Linked DNA regions of Siniperca chuatsi: region 1 is linked to region 2. A link is a contact called in public Hi-C data. All regions are on one chromosome and are shown on one strand. The core of a region is the stretch at or near the end of the contact, and the rest is flanking DNA. Distances in the headings are between cores, read along the strand shown. Region 1 holds the start of rreb1a (ras-responsive element-binding protein 1). Region 2 overlaps rreb1a (ras-responsive element-binding protein 1).

Region 1 (7,071 bases), core at 2,634-5,133, 58 kb after region 2:
CGCCACGAAGTCTACGGTCACCGTGGCCGCACCTCCCGACGCCACGCAAACACGGAGAGAACGACAAAGTCACGACAAACCCGCCGCTGATATCACGCTTTAGGAAGCAGAAAAGTCACGGTGGATTTACACGAACACACCACATATCCTGCACACACACACACACACACAGTGAGAAAACCACACGAGTTGTAAATAATATAACTTCATACTAAAGTCACCATTAAGCAGAACAAATGCACTTTGAACCCACATGCAGGGGTGTTGTGGGAGAAACAGAAGATACCATTAAGTGGGGCAAAGATGTTCCCAAAATGCACTAAAAGTACTTGTTTTGATAGTAAAAAAAACTGCCATAAATGTGCCGTTTAACTGCCACTTGAAATCCCTACAAAATGGTTCAAAGATAACATAAAGTTTCCATAAGCTCACTATTTATTACTACAGATGCACTAAATGTCTAAAAATATGAGTGGAGTTTGGTGGATTTCCTTGCTTTAAACGGTTGGGAGGAGGAGGAGGGGGGGGAGAATCCCTAGCAACCATTATCTAAGCAGTTCAGGCCTGAGACAGAGGAGGAGACACTCTTCATCTCCCGAACCAGACCCCCGTCCATCAATCATTGACCCGGGATAACTGATAAAAGTCTCTCTGACGCCGTAAAACCACGTTGTGATGTGGAACGGCCCCGGATAGCATCCTCCGCCGCGTACCAACGCGGAAAACCCGACGACGAGGCCAACGGCTGAGTTAGCCGCCGAAAAAGTTAACAAAGTCGACGGTTTGAGGTCGACGACGGCTTCGAGTGTAAGAATAAGCAATGGGCGAGCGAATAAAATGAAAGTTAAAGCGGTGGGAGATGTCGAAAGAGAGAAGAGAGGGACTAAAGGAGGAGGAAGGGTGGGGGGACGGAGGAGGAGGAGGTGGTGGTGGTGGATGCAACAGGCGTCACGTCGATGCTGCTCGGCTGCGCGTAACCGGAGACGGTGGAAAAGTCTCCGAAACGCGGCGAAAAGTCGCCGAACAGCGACAGAAACCGCTGAACGTCGAGCGGCCCGGCGGCGCCGGGGGAGCCGCGGGGCGTTAGCGCGCCCCGGGGACGGACGCGGGGTCGGTTTCTCGCTAAATATGTCTGGGCAAGGTCACGGCAGCGGCGTACAGCTAGCCGCCGTTAGCTAGCGTGCGACCGGAAGAGACGCGGTCATCCCTTCAAATTAAAACGCACATCAGTTATTTAGGATTTTAAAATAACGCAAGATTAAAAACCTCTTAAGCATGTTGTGTTGGTCTCTATTGATTAACGTTAACATCTACATATAAGCATATACTTAGTCACCTTACTAAATAAGAGATTCATCTTTTTTTAGGGTGACTTATATCCACTTTGTACTTAATTTATCTCGCCTGTATTAAAGTGTTTTATATTCTGATTTGCTTAGTGCTTCTGTTCCTGTGTGCACTGATGTGGCAAAAGGGTTTCCCCTCAGGGATCAATAAAGTATTTCTGATCAACAGATAATGTGCACTGTTAAATGATCCAATAAGTAACTAAATAAGCATTTTACGACAGCCTGTGTGCAAATGCAGTTATCATCACCACTGTGAGGAAAAACATCAATGACCCATCACAAGACAAAAACACCTCACGTTTAAACTTTTTGCGTGCCAAAGCCGCATCCACAGCTGGAAAAGCTTCACCTTCAGATCTGACTCGCAGCACGTGAAGGGCCCAAAACGTCAGTAGTAGTAACTTCACTAAAACTATTTAAAAAAAAAAAAAAAAAAAAAAAAAGTTCACATTTCGCCCTGCTACTTTTCCCCCAATCAACAGGTGGTTTTATTTTGAAGGCGTCGACCGGAAGCGAGCCTGCTAGCTGCCGCGAGCTTGCCGGTGGTGTCTGGTAGCTTTACACATGGCCACTAGCAGCGAGGCTCGGACTAAAGTGCACCCGAGATATGGATGCTCGACTCCGGCGGCGAGCAGACTTTGAACCCCCAACCCCCCACCCACCCCACCCCTCCACACCACTCTGCCACCCTCCCCGCGGGGCAAAACCACCACATAACAGCCCGAAACGTGCACAAAGTTGCGCCAAAAGTGGGGGAAAAACAAGTTGTTGGTGATAATTAGCTGAAGTGCGGTGAATGAGGAAGAGCGCTGCGGCTGAATTCCACCGCTTGGATGCGCATCTAACTAGGAAGCAGCTCGGAGAGGAGAGCTGCCGTCTCCACATCTCAGCTTAAAACTTTTAAACAGCAGCAACAAGTCCAAACCCCCACCACCACCACCACCACCACCTACCCACCACCCTGTCCCCTCCACCCCCCGTGTCCCCCCTCCAACACGGCAAACCGAGACCCAACCGAGCGCACGGAGCCAGGAAAGCGGCGCGGCGCAGCGATGGAGAGGGTAGAAAAAGGCAGACTTACGCTTGACTTTGTTGGGGTTGGGCTGCTTGCGCCGAGACATCGTGGCGAGGATGACGATGGTGGTGGTGGGGGCGATGATGATGATGATGATGATGATGATGATGAACGGCGGTGATGGTGGATGATAAAGGGGATGAAGTAAAAAAAAAAAAAAAAAAAAAAAAAGAAGGGAGAGAGAGAGAGAGAGAGGCTGCAAACTTGCTCCGGAGAGGAGAGGAATCAAAATGGCGTTTCCGAAGGGATGTGCAAACTTGGACAAACTTTACTCCGGCTTCTCCTCCTCCTCCTCCTCCTCCCCACCCCTCCCTCCTCCACCTCCACCTCCTCTCTGCTTCTCTTCCTCTCTCCTCTCCCGGAGGAAAGAAAGAAAAAACAAAACGCGAGGAAAGGAGTTCGTCGATGAAGCGGAGGGGGGGTGAAAGTTGGTTTCTGCGCTGTATTTAGTTTTAATTCCTCCCCGGACTCCCGGCCGGCTCCCCCCTCTCTCTCTCTCGGCGTGTCTCTGCCTCTAAACCCGATAAGTAAAGCTCATCACGTGTCGTCTCTCCAGTCTCCAAGGGGACGTGGCCACCAAGCATCTCTCTCTTTACGCACACGTTACCGGATTACTTCTTCTGTGCTCCTCCCGGTAACGAGCCGTTAACGCATCACCTTTTAAAAGCAAGGACAGCTGTTAAACGTTTATTTACCTGCGCAGTGAACGCTTAAATTAAAGCTGCGCAGGAGTTAAAATGTAACTTTAAGCGTGTTTTAGCCTCCGCTTCTTCATCATCCGCCGCTCTCTCCGCACAAAAAAAGTTTTTTAACTTTTCTTTTAACTGTTTTTTTTTTACGCAGCCGAGCTACAGACGTGTGTTTTCTCAAATAAACGCTGAGTTTAAGGTGCAAAAAGCCACACACACACATACACACTGCACGGGCAGCTATCGCGAGATTTGAGGGTGAAGAAGCGTGGGGAGGAGGGGGGGAGACAGAGCGAGATATCGCGGGATTTTGGAGTGAAGAGAGGATGCCAGCCGTCGGCCTTTTGGGGTTGGAAGAAGCTGCCACTGTTTGTAGGGAGGTGCTGGGGGAGTAAGGAGCTTTCTTTTGAAGTTAATGATGAATTATTGGGTTTTAAAGTTAGAATCAGAGAAAAACAACAAGCTTAGTTTCACATCTCAGCGCCGGAAACTGAAGGACCTCTGCAGCTTTATGCCTTAAAAACAATAATGTGGTTGATAACTAAAAAGTAATTAGTCAATGCCACATGTTTGAATCTGGCACGCTTGAGTCTGCATGTGTGATGAAATGTTCTTTTTGTTAGCTTTATTGTAAAGTATAAACCTGCTGACAGGGCCACGTGTTGTTACACACACAAACATCTTCAAAAGTAAAGTTATCCTTTATTTATACGTAAAATGTAAATGTATTAATGCATATACGTATAAAATGTTCCAAATAAAAAGAAGTAATGCTTTGTGATTCCACCTTAAAGCCTCAGAAGCGAAGCCCGTGTCAACGGGCACATTTACTTTGTTTGTGTTTGAGATGTTTTTTTGAAAAGTTACGTGAATAGAAGTCTGAAAGGCCTCTGAATAACGTCACACACTTTTTGATCAGGCAGTGATGAGGATGTGGTGTGTGTGTGTGTGTGTGAGTGTGTGTTATGAAGATATAAATAACTCCAGCAGCAGCAGCAGCAGCAGCCCCGTCCCGTGCTCTCTGCTCTCAGGTCGGACTCAAACTTCAGGCAGCGAGGCTGGAAACTAAATTTAAACCGCCACCAAAGTTTCATTGTCAAATTTAGTGTGAGTCTCCTCGCTCGCTGCACGTCGAGTTCCTCTCCCACATTCCTGCCAGCCCTCCATCTCCAGATACAGACCCCTCCTCCCATCATCCCCCTGCCAGAGAGAGGAGCACACAGGCATCTCTCCTCCCATCACACCCCTCCTCCCCTGCAGGCGGCTGCAGCAGAGCAGGAAGAGGCTCTCGGGCTGGTTCGGCCTGTTGCTGATGAAGGAGAGGGAGGGAGGGAGGAGGGGCTGATGAGAGCTCTGGGTGTTACCGGGACTTTGGTTTGTGGCTGAATTACTTCAGAAAGTGCGTTCAGTTTTGTCTTTACCTCTTGCAGATTTTATACTTATACCCACCTGGTACTTGATTTATTTTCTGACCTGTTTTATAGTGTATCATATTGTTTGCTAGTGCTTTCTCCTGTCTGCACTGACGTGAAGGCGAGCTGCTGTAACAAAGAGTTTCCCTTCGGGGATCAATAAAGTGTTTCTGATTCTGATTCTGGTGCAGCCTTTTAGCTTTTACAATCAAAAGACTCGTCCCACATTCGGGGGAAAATAGCCTTATTTGCTTTCTTTGCAACAGTGAGATGAGAAGATGAGTTAAGCACAAAGGTGGTTAGCTTAGCTTAGCATAAATACTGGAGGCAGGGGGAAACAGCTAGCCTGGCTCTGATTTACCTTAAAACACACACCTATCGGCACCTCTGAAGCTGACTGATTAACGCGTTGTTTGTTGTGCTTTGAGCTAAATGATACTGTCAGCATGCTGTTTAGCAGTTTAGCATGTTAGCAACATTTGCTGATTAGCATTAAACAAAAAAAGTAAAGTAGCGCTGAGGCTGATGGGAATGTCATTAGTTTTGCAGGTATAAACCAAAGTGTTGCACAACTTAAAACTTGATGGTGACCCGATGGTGGAACAGAAGGTGTTACAGTTCATCCTCTGGGGAACGTGAACGGTCGTTTTCAAGTTTCATGATGATACGTCCGACAGTTGTCCAGACGTTTCACACATGACCTCGTGGTGGCGCTGGAGGGAACGTCAGAGGATCGCCAGCATGGCTGTCCATCCGGTAGTCGTGCAGTGGCCGACAGACCTGCAATCTGTGCTGCTGGCGCGGCAGAAAGCCAGTTTGTGGTCTTAGAGAGAGGGAAAGGCTGGAACTATTTATTGCTGAACATCAGTGTATCCCTCCGCCCAGTGCTTCGGAGCTATGGCCACCGCTGACAGCCTCCCTGCGACAACAAGACTTCAGGAAGCTACGGGTCACATTCCCGTCTGTGTACGGATTAAACGAACAGGACACAACGTGTTCATTAGGTAGGTGTGTTCTTGAACTTTGGACAGAGCCAGGCTAGCTGTTTCCCCCTGCTTCCAGTCTTTATGCTAAGCTAGGCTAATCACGTCCTGACTCCAACTCTGTACACGCGACACGACGCTGACCTCCACCTGTGGTACTCGATGCTCCGTAGAAACGCAGCTATCGTCTCTGGAGGTTTAGTGAAAGAATGGCTTCGTACAGGAGTGCAGAGTTTTGCCATAACTCTTGAATGCAGGACGTTTACTTGTATTCTTCCGCCGCCGCCGCCGCCGCCGCCGCCGCAGACTTTATTAACTTCAGTCCGTCGTCTCTCTGCGAGCTGCAGGTTCGAACCTCCCGACGTGTCGAGAAGAATCTGATGGAGAAGCAGAGCGGAAACAGATCTGTGCGTGCTGTTGACATATGAAATACGGAGCTCAGCTGAAACAGGCTGCAGGACCCTCCATTTCATTATGGACACACACACACACACACACACACACACACACACACACACACAGAGCCAGAAAAGCAGCTAACAGCATTACATCACTAATCCAATCACTGCTTTTCACCTCAACTGGCCACTTTTCAATTCAAATTAATCTATTGAGATACAAAGAGCCCATCACCAACACACACACACACACACACACACACACACACACACACACACACACACACACACACACACACACACACACACTGTTCAGCGGTCATTCACCAACATTAACATGAGCAGCTCACTTTTACTGAAAGTTTCTGATGTAACATGGTAAACATTACCTGCTAAAGCATGTTAGCATTGTGAGCATGTTAGCATGCTGAGGTTAGCATTAGCATAGCTAGCATGGCTGTGGAGTCTTAAATAAAACGTGATATAAGCTGCATTTCGTATTGTTGACTCTGTTTATCACCTCAAAGCAGTTGTTTGTTTTTCTTTGTTTTCAACAAAAAAAAAAAGACTGTAGATCTGCATTTTAAATGTACTTTTATTTATTATTTTATTGCACCCGAATAACTTCGACTCTCGTTTCGTCAGGGCCCGGGCGCTGATTTACATCTGCAGTTTCTGCGAAGACTTTAAAACATCACCTCGGGTTCAAACTACATTTTCTGTTTCTCTCTGGGAGTTGTGATGCATCAAGCGACAAAAAGGAAATAACCTACTGGAAGAAAAGTTTACTTCTCTTTTTACATCCCGGCCTGAAAAAACAGAGACGCAGAGGAGAGAGTGTGATGTTATTTATTGGACTGTAACCATGGAGCCGTTGCCGAGGAACGAACCATCGCTAACAAAAGGGTGGATTCATCCATTCATCCAGCGAAGAGGAGGAGGAGGAGGAGGAGGAGGAGGAGAGGCATCCCCAAACTCAGAGTCTCCACCAGCCGGAGAAAGGAGATCTGAGCTGGAGGGTTTCCCAACACCGAGCGACTACGAGTTGACACAGTTGTTGTTGATGAAACTTTACACACTCCTCCTCCTCTTCCTCCTCCTCCTCCTCCTCCTCCTCCTCCTCTTTCTCCATTGGAGCGTTGTTCGGACAGGCAGGCAGGCAGGC
Region 2 (6,470 bases), core at 671-3,170:
TCATTTCTCCACTTAAATGTGTTGAAATCAGGCGAGAAGTTCGTCACACTAACAGGCTGTTGTTGGGGAGGTAAAACTGCCGGGATTTATGGGTAGAAAGCAGGGGATTCTGGGAATGTGAGTAAGAACAGAGACAGGATGTTGCTCGTCAACTGATGGTGAAACCTGTTAGTTAGATTCTCTGATCCGACTTAATCAGCTGGGAATAGTGGAGGGATACAGTACGGATACCGACCACACACACACACACACACACACACACACACACACACACACACACACAAACAGACACACACACACTGCCTGTAATGATCTTTAAGTATGTGCAATTATCACATAATTACACACAGAGCAGTGTGACAACCTTATAAGGCCGGCGGAGAGAGGAAGAAGCCCTGAGGTCACAGCAGGAAGTTGTCGCTCTCTCGTTGCCGTGACAACAATATCGCAGATAGGCCATTGGCTGACATCCCCATGGACGCAGAGAACTTTACACTTCAAATTCACATTGTCACTGATCCGTTTCTAACGTTTTCAGGCTTCTTGAGCATCATCGTCCACTCGATTCAAACAGCTGATTTGGTTATTTGTTTTCATTCATGTATTTTTTTTTTTAAGGAGGTAAGAAAAAGAGACGGAGGAGGAGAGCGGAGGAGGAGAGTGGAGGAGAGCGGAGGAGGAGAACGACAAGGAGAGAGGATGATGTGTAACGTCAGGGAAGCACAAAGAGAAAAAAATGTTTGGAAATATCTGTTAAAACACTCTGATGCATATATTTCCATATATTTGAAGGAGACATTTTGTTTCTGCACACCGGGCTGCAGAAGAGGAGGAGGACGGAGATCCCTCCTCCTCCTCCTCCTCCCCCCCGGGTCAGTTTCTCCTTCAGCTGTGTTTTCTCAAAGGTCAGTTGGTGTTGCTCGATTTGAAAGACGTGTGTGTGTTTTTTGCTTCATACCTGTAAATGTGACGAACGAGTGTTTGAGAGATTGTGTGTGTTCTGGGTGAAGTGTTACCAGAAGCGTGAGAAAGTGTGCAGGCTGTTAGCATGTTTTGCTATTTTAGTGTGTGTGTGTGTGTGTGTGTGTGTTCAAAGGTCATCCAGCTAGCTAGCATGTGGCGGTAGCAAAGGTGTCAGTTTACACAAGTTCATAGAGGAGAGGAAGAAAGGAAAGGACAGGAGAGGAGGAACCGAAAGAAAGTAGAGGAAGAAAGGAAGGACAGTAAAGGAAACAAGGAAAGTAGAGAAAGACAGGAAGGAAAGGAAGGAAAGTAAAGGAAACAAGGAAAGTAGAGGAAGACAGGAAGGAAAGTAAAAGAAACAAGGAAAGTAGAGAAAGACAGGAAGGAAAGGAAGGAAAGTAAAGGAAACAAGGAAAGTAGAGAAAGACAGGAAGGAAAGGAGAAAGGAGAGGAGGAAAGGAGGATATAGGAGAAAACAGGAGAGAAGGTGGTGGAAAGGAAAGGAGAGGAGAGGAGAGGAAACGAAGACAAGATGAGAAGAGATTAGAAAGGAGAGGAAGAGGACAGCCGAGGAGGTGAGGAAAAGGGGAAGGAAACAAGGAGAGGGGAGGGAGAGAGGAAAGAAAGGGAAAGGAGAGAGGAGTAGAAGGAGAGGAGACAAAGTGAGGACAGTGAAGGAAGGAAAGGAGGAGAGGAGAAAGGAGGATATAGGAGATTAAGGGAACAGGGGAGAAGGTGGTGGGATTGGATGTTATAATCTATTAATAGGACCCGACAGGCAGCAGGCTGGACGCCCATAAGAGGTCCTGACAGAGTGACGGAGTCAGCAGATCTGGGACCAGCTGACAGGAAGTTGTTTATTAACCAATCGGGTCAGTGAAGGGAAACAGAGAGGAGGCGGAACAACAAGAGAGCAAAGTCTTCTCGGCCCAAACTGTACTGTGACCCCCGAACCGACCAATCAGAGAGCAGGAAACATGCAGAGTCAGCAGAGACACAATCCTGCTGCTGTGTGTGTGTGTGTGTGTGTGTGTGTGTGTGTGTGTGTGTGTGTGAGACGTCTGAGTCGCCAACAGCTGCTCAACTCAACATATCAGAGTACACACACACACACACACACACACACACACACACACACACACACACACACACAGAAAACACAACAGATAAATTTAGACAAAACACTTTACATGCTAAACATTGTACAAACATACTGTATATTGTATGTAGCAGCAGAAACAGCACGTGTACAGTACGAGTACTGGCTGTATTTATAAAAGCTGAATTCACCGAACTTCCAGTACCGACATTTTGAATCTGTTGCCGATCCAAGGCGGTGAGCGTGCATGAGAAATAAAATGCATTTAAAAATACTACTTTTATAGCTTTTATTTGTCAGGAACCGAGTCCAAAGAATATTTATCTCGTACAGAGAGAAGAGATGCTTTGTACCACACACAAACACATAGCAGCACTAATGAATCGTTATCAAACGCGTGACAATTTTATCGGATGCAGTATTTAGATAAAATCATCAACCATAATATTATATTATATTATATTATATTATATTATAAGAGCCAGTAGCGGCAGAAGTAGCAGTACTGATACACGCAGCCCTGCAGCCGAAATACTCTTATTATTATTATTATTATTATTAGTGGTAATAGTTGTGCCAGTAGCAGTAAAACAATATAAAAGAAGCAGTAAAAAGTGAAAGAGGAGCAGCAGTATTAATACAGCAGTACCGGTTGCAGTGTTTTCATGACTTTGTAAGGGACTCGGGGGCAAAGAGGAGCCGCGGGCCCCTACGCAGTCCTCCCGTGCTGGAACACAAACCTGCACCAGGCTTGTTGTGTGTCAATTTGTTTGTGGTAATTTGGCAAAACCACAAATGTGTTCAGGAATATGCAGCGTGTTGGCACAAAATAAACTTCATGAGGGTTTGAAAACTAGATTTGACACTTTGCCCCTGCGCTGTATATTTCCTGGAGTTTAATGGAAGCAGAAATTCACCACTACTGCAATCCTACAGTAGAAGTACTAACAGTAGCAAAAACAGTAACACAATGTACTAGTGTGACCCTCCTCCTCCTCCTCCTCCTCCTCCTCCTCGTCGTCTGACTGCCTGCAGTTCCTCTACATCACCACGGGGGGCGCTGTTGATCAGTCAGAGCTCACTTTTCACACTCTAACACATGCATCTGTGCACATATCAGTGTGTGAGTCAAACAACACAGACAACAGTTTGTACCCTCAGGAGGGAAAGAAGAAGACGACGAAGAGGAGGAAGGGAAGGAGAGATGTCTAACTTTAAATGGCCTGCGCTTTCCCTCAGAGGGGGAGAGGACGGAGGGAAAAGGAAAGAAGGAAGGAACGAAGGATTGAGGTCGTGGCAGAAGGATGAACTCAACTTTCTCAGACGGAAACGTCTCTTCCTCTGCTCGGCTCAAACATGCAGCAGCCTCCGAGAGCCAATCGCGGCTCGGCACACCGCTGCCAGCCCATAATAGGCTAATGGGATGCCTCGCCATGGCAACCAGGCCCAACGGCCTCACAACAGAGCAGACAGAGGGCCGAGAGAGGACGACTCATGTGATGCTGCTCTCTGGTTATCTCCGTCTGTGCTTCACTTTTTTCACTTTGTAAACTGAGAAATCAACAGCGAGAGTTTTTACTCTGCGTCTGAAGGTTTCTGTCGACGACGTGAAGACCAACTGTCGGTAGCTGACTAAGGATTTTATCCAAATTTAGCCTCAAACAGACGTCCGTTTTCATATTTAGCCTCACAAAACCTGGACAAAGTGTAACAAACACAAATGATGGCAACGGTTTATTTTACAGGTTTGTAAAATCCTAATAACCTCCCTACAAAGAACTACGCAACCTGGTATCAATTAAAGGGGAAATAGGAGCTTCTTCGAAAAAATCTAAATATTTATTACATATTAATTTATTGCTGTTAACTTTATTCTCCATATATGCTGCATAGTAACGCATGCCTGTGGAAAATGTGACATTTTTTGCACGTTCAGCTCATCTGCTGTGACTTTCGACGTTACTCTGGGAATTAGCTGAAATTATAATTGGTGCCACATTACTTTCTTTCTACCATCAGTTTTTTCTATCCAACTTAAAAAAAGGAAGGATGTTTTTTAGCTTTTAATCACAGCTGTACTTTCTGGCATACAACTGTCTAATAAAGCATATTTACCTGCTACTAATTTACATTTTAAAGATGTGTCTGATTAAATATGGGCTGATATTTGCTTACAGCAGATATACTGGTGTTGTTGTTGCAGGAAGTTTGCAGTAACTTAGAAACAGTTCGTCCATCGGTTCATGTTTTCATGTTAAAACCAGCTGATACGCTATTATTGGATTTTTTTAAACTCTCAAATATGAATTAAATCATTTGATTGACTGCAAGTAAGTTAAGTTTGGGAATGTGCGCTGCCGACACACAACATCGAGCCAAACATCCGTCCTGTGTCGAAACTTACATGCTGCATATTTCCTGAATGCGTGTTTAACCAAATGACCACTAACAGGTTGGTGAGCTTCAGCTGCTTCAACACGACGTTTTCTAAAACTCTGAATAAAGTTGATGTTTGGATGGAAAAAGCATCATCATCATCACTTCCTCTCTGAGTTTTTCCTCTCTGCGAGCATGGATGACGCCTCCAGGCCTTTATGCAAAGAGAAAAAAGAAAAAACTAGTTTCACATTTCAGGGATGATCTGCTGCAAAATGGATTCCCCCGCTGTATGCGACAGATTTTTATTTTCGGCCTCTGTTTCCTCCCCTCGTTCTCCTGCTGCATCTGAAGTTTTTTTCATACTCCATTTTTCTAAATTTGTCTCCTTAATTGGCAACAAACCAGGATGGGAATTCATCACACATGGAGGTTCAAATCTTCTGTTTTCCCCTCCTTCTTTCCATCCATCACCTCCATCTAACTCTCATCTCTTTCCTTCTTTTTGTTCCTCTCCGCCGGTCTCCCCCTCTCCCTCCCCTCCCTCTTTCTCTCCGCCTGTTTGAAGACAGTCGAGTAGGAAAATCTCACGTTTCACATTTCAAAGGATGCTCTGCTGCAAAATGGATTCCTCCTCTCTCTCCCTCCTCCCTCTGCTTCTCTTTTCCACTCTCCATCCACACAGGCCGCCTCTTTATTTTCCTACAGCAGCATGTGAAATCAGGCCTCCGAGAGAGAGAGACAGAAAAAAGCGGCTCAACATGTGGAGCTCAAGTTAGACTTTCCTGTTTTCCTCCCTCTGTATTTCTCTGGTTTGTCTCTGGTTTGCATTGTAAATTAGCACTAAATACAAAAAGGTGCAGGGCTTCATCTGCCATGTTCACAGTATTTTTTTTTGTTCTCTTTTATAATACTCGCAGGATTCTGAGAAAATGACGCAACCATTTCCAGGGTGTGTTGATGGAAGTCAGCATCCAGATCGTCGGCAGCCTGCAGGAGGCCGTGTTATTCCCTCAGTGCGAGTTCGGTTTGTCAGGGGAGAGTCACGCTACTGCAGAGACCCACGACACCGGACCGCCAACTTTCGGCGGGAGTTAAAGCTGCAGCAGGTGAGATCAGGACGTGAAGCTGCTGTCTGAATCACGACAACAGATCCCGTCAGGAATCTGGTTCCTAGTCGGCAAAATCTCCGAATTCATAAAGCTAATGATTCTCTCATCAAACCTTTTCTCTCTCTCCTCACTCTTTAATAGCAAAGAGCAATGAAATCAGCTGAAACTGCGGCTCCGCTCGGCTTTACGGAGCGTTAGAGTCACTTTCAGCTCGCTGTTCGTCTGCTGCTGCTCTGGTTCGCTCTCAGCTCTCAGAGCGTCGCTTCCAGAGAAGAAGCAGCTGTAAAAAGCCTCTGAACGCTACCTGCTCAGCAGCCAACAGCAGTCAGAGAGCAGCTGCTGAACATAGCGGAGCATCTAGCAGCTAAAGAGCCAGATGTTTCCCTCAGCAGCTGCTGGAGACCAAACACAGAGCGGACGGAGAGAAGACCGGACTGACGTCCATCAGGAGACACAGACACGCCTCCTGATGAAGCGTCACGTGACTCTGACACGCCTCCCGATGAAGCGTCATGTGACTCTGACACACCTCCTGACGAAGCGTCGTGTCGCTCCGTAGCTGCTGGAGGCGGAAACAAGCTGCTGTTTGATCACGAGTTCAACATGTCAACTTAAAAGGTGAAGACATGTCAGTGTTCAGTTCACAACTTGTTTCTGCTGAAGACAAGTGGCCCAAAAATCTGTTACTGCAGGTTTAAAGAGACATGAATACAAAAAAGTAAATAATATTTTTATATAAATCAATTAATTAGTCTCTGTCAACTACAGATGATTTAAGTCTTGTTTTTGATGCCTTTATATACTGCGTGCTGAAGCCAAACACACTTTTCCGTTCAGTTCCTGCTAACTTCCTCTTCAGCAGACGTTACCAACAGGAAGCAGGAGCTCTCGCTGCCAAACCCCCGGAAAAATGAGCACAA

The links. Hi-C and Micro-C count contacts between places; a contact is called where the count stands out from the background.
Region 1: a Hi-C map of an unstated tissue shows a contact between it and region 2, with 4 times the contacts expected there. The contact joins the promoter of rreb1a here to the enhancer-like site in region 2. A contact is called at or near these places in 3 of 3 Hi-C or Micro-C datasets (liver, skeletal muscle and an unstated tissue).

What each region holds. Positions count from the first base shown.
Region 1 is chrLG19:24,976,691-24,983,761 of ASM2008510v1, forward strand. It overlaps rreb1a (ras-responsive element-binding protein 1), which reads right to left and starts at 3,884. Exons shown (of 20, transcript XM_044176129.1): 1 at 2,431-3,884. All of the region lies in intron 2 of LOC122866462 (NLR family CARD domain-containing protein 3-like), which reads right to left. LOC122866533 (a long non-coding RNA gene) reads left to right here and starts at 5,077. Exons shown (of 2, transcript XR_006375741.1): 1 at 5,077-5,529; 2 at 6,552-7,071.
Region 2 is chrLG19:24,920,376-24,926,845 of ASM2008510v1, forward strand. All of the region lies in intron 7 of rreb1a (ras-responsive element-binding protein 1), which reads right to left. All of the region lies in intron 2 of LOC122866462 (NLR family CARD domain-containing protein 3-like), which reads right to left. Among protein-coding and RNA genes, the nearest start is that of LOC122866465, 28 kb to the left of the region's middle. Within about 2 kb of position 1,921, the one cell type or tissue checked has an H3K27ac peak away from gene starts, as active enhancers do. A contact at or near this core is called in liver, where this site is marked.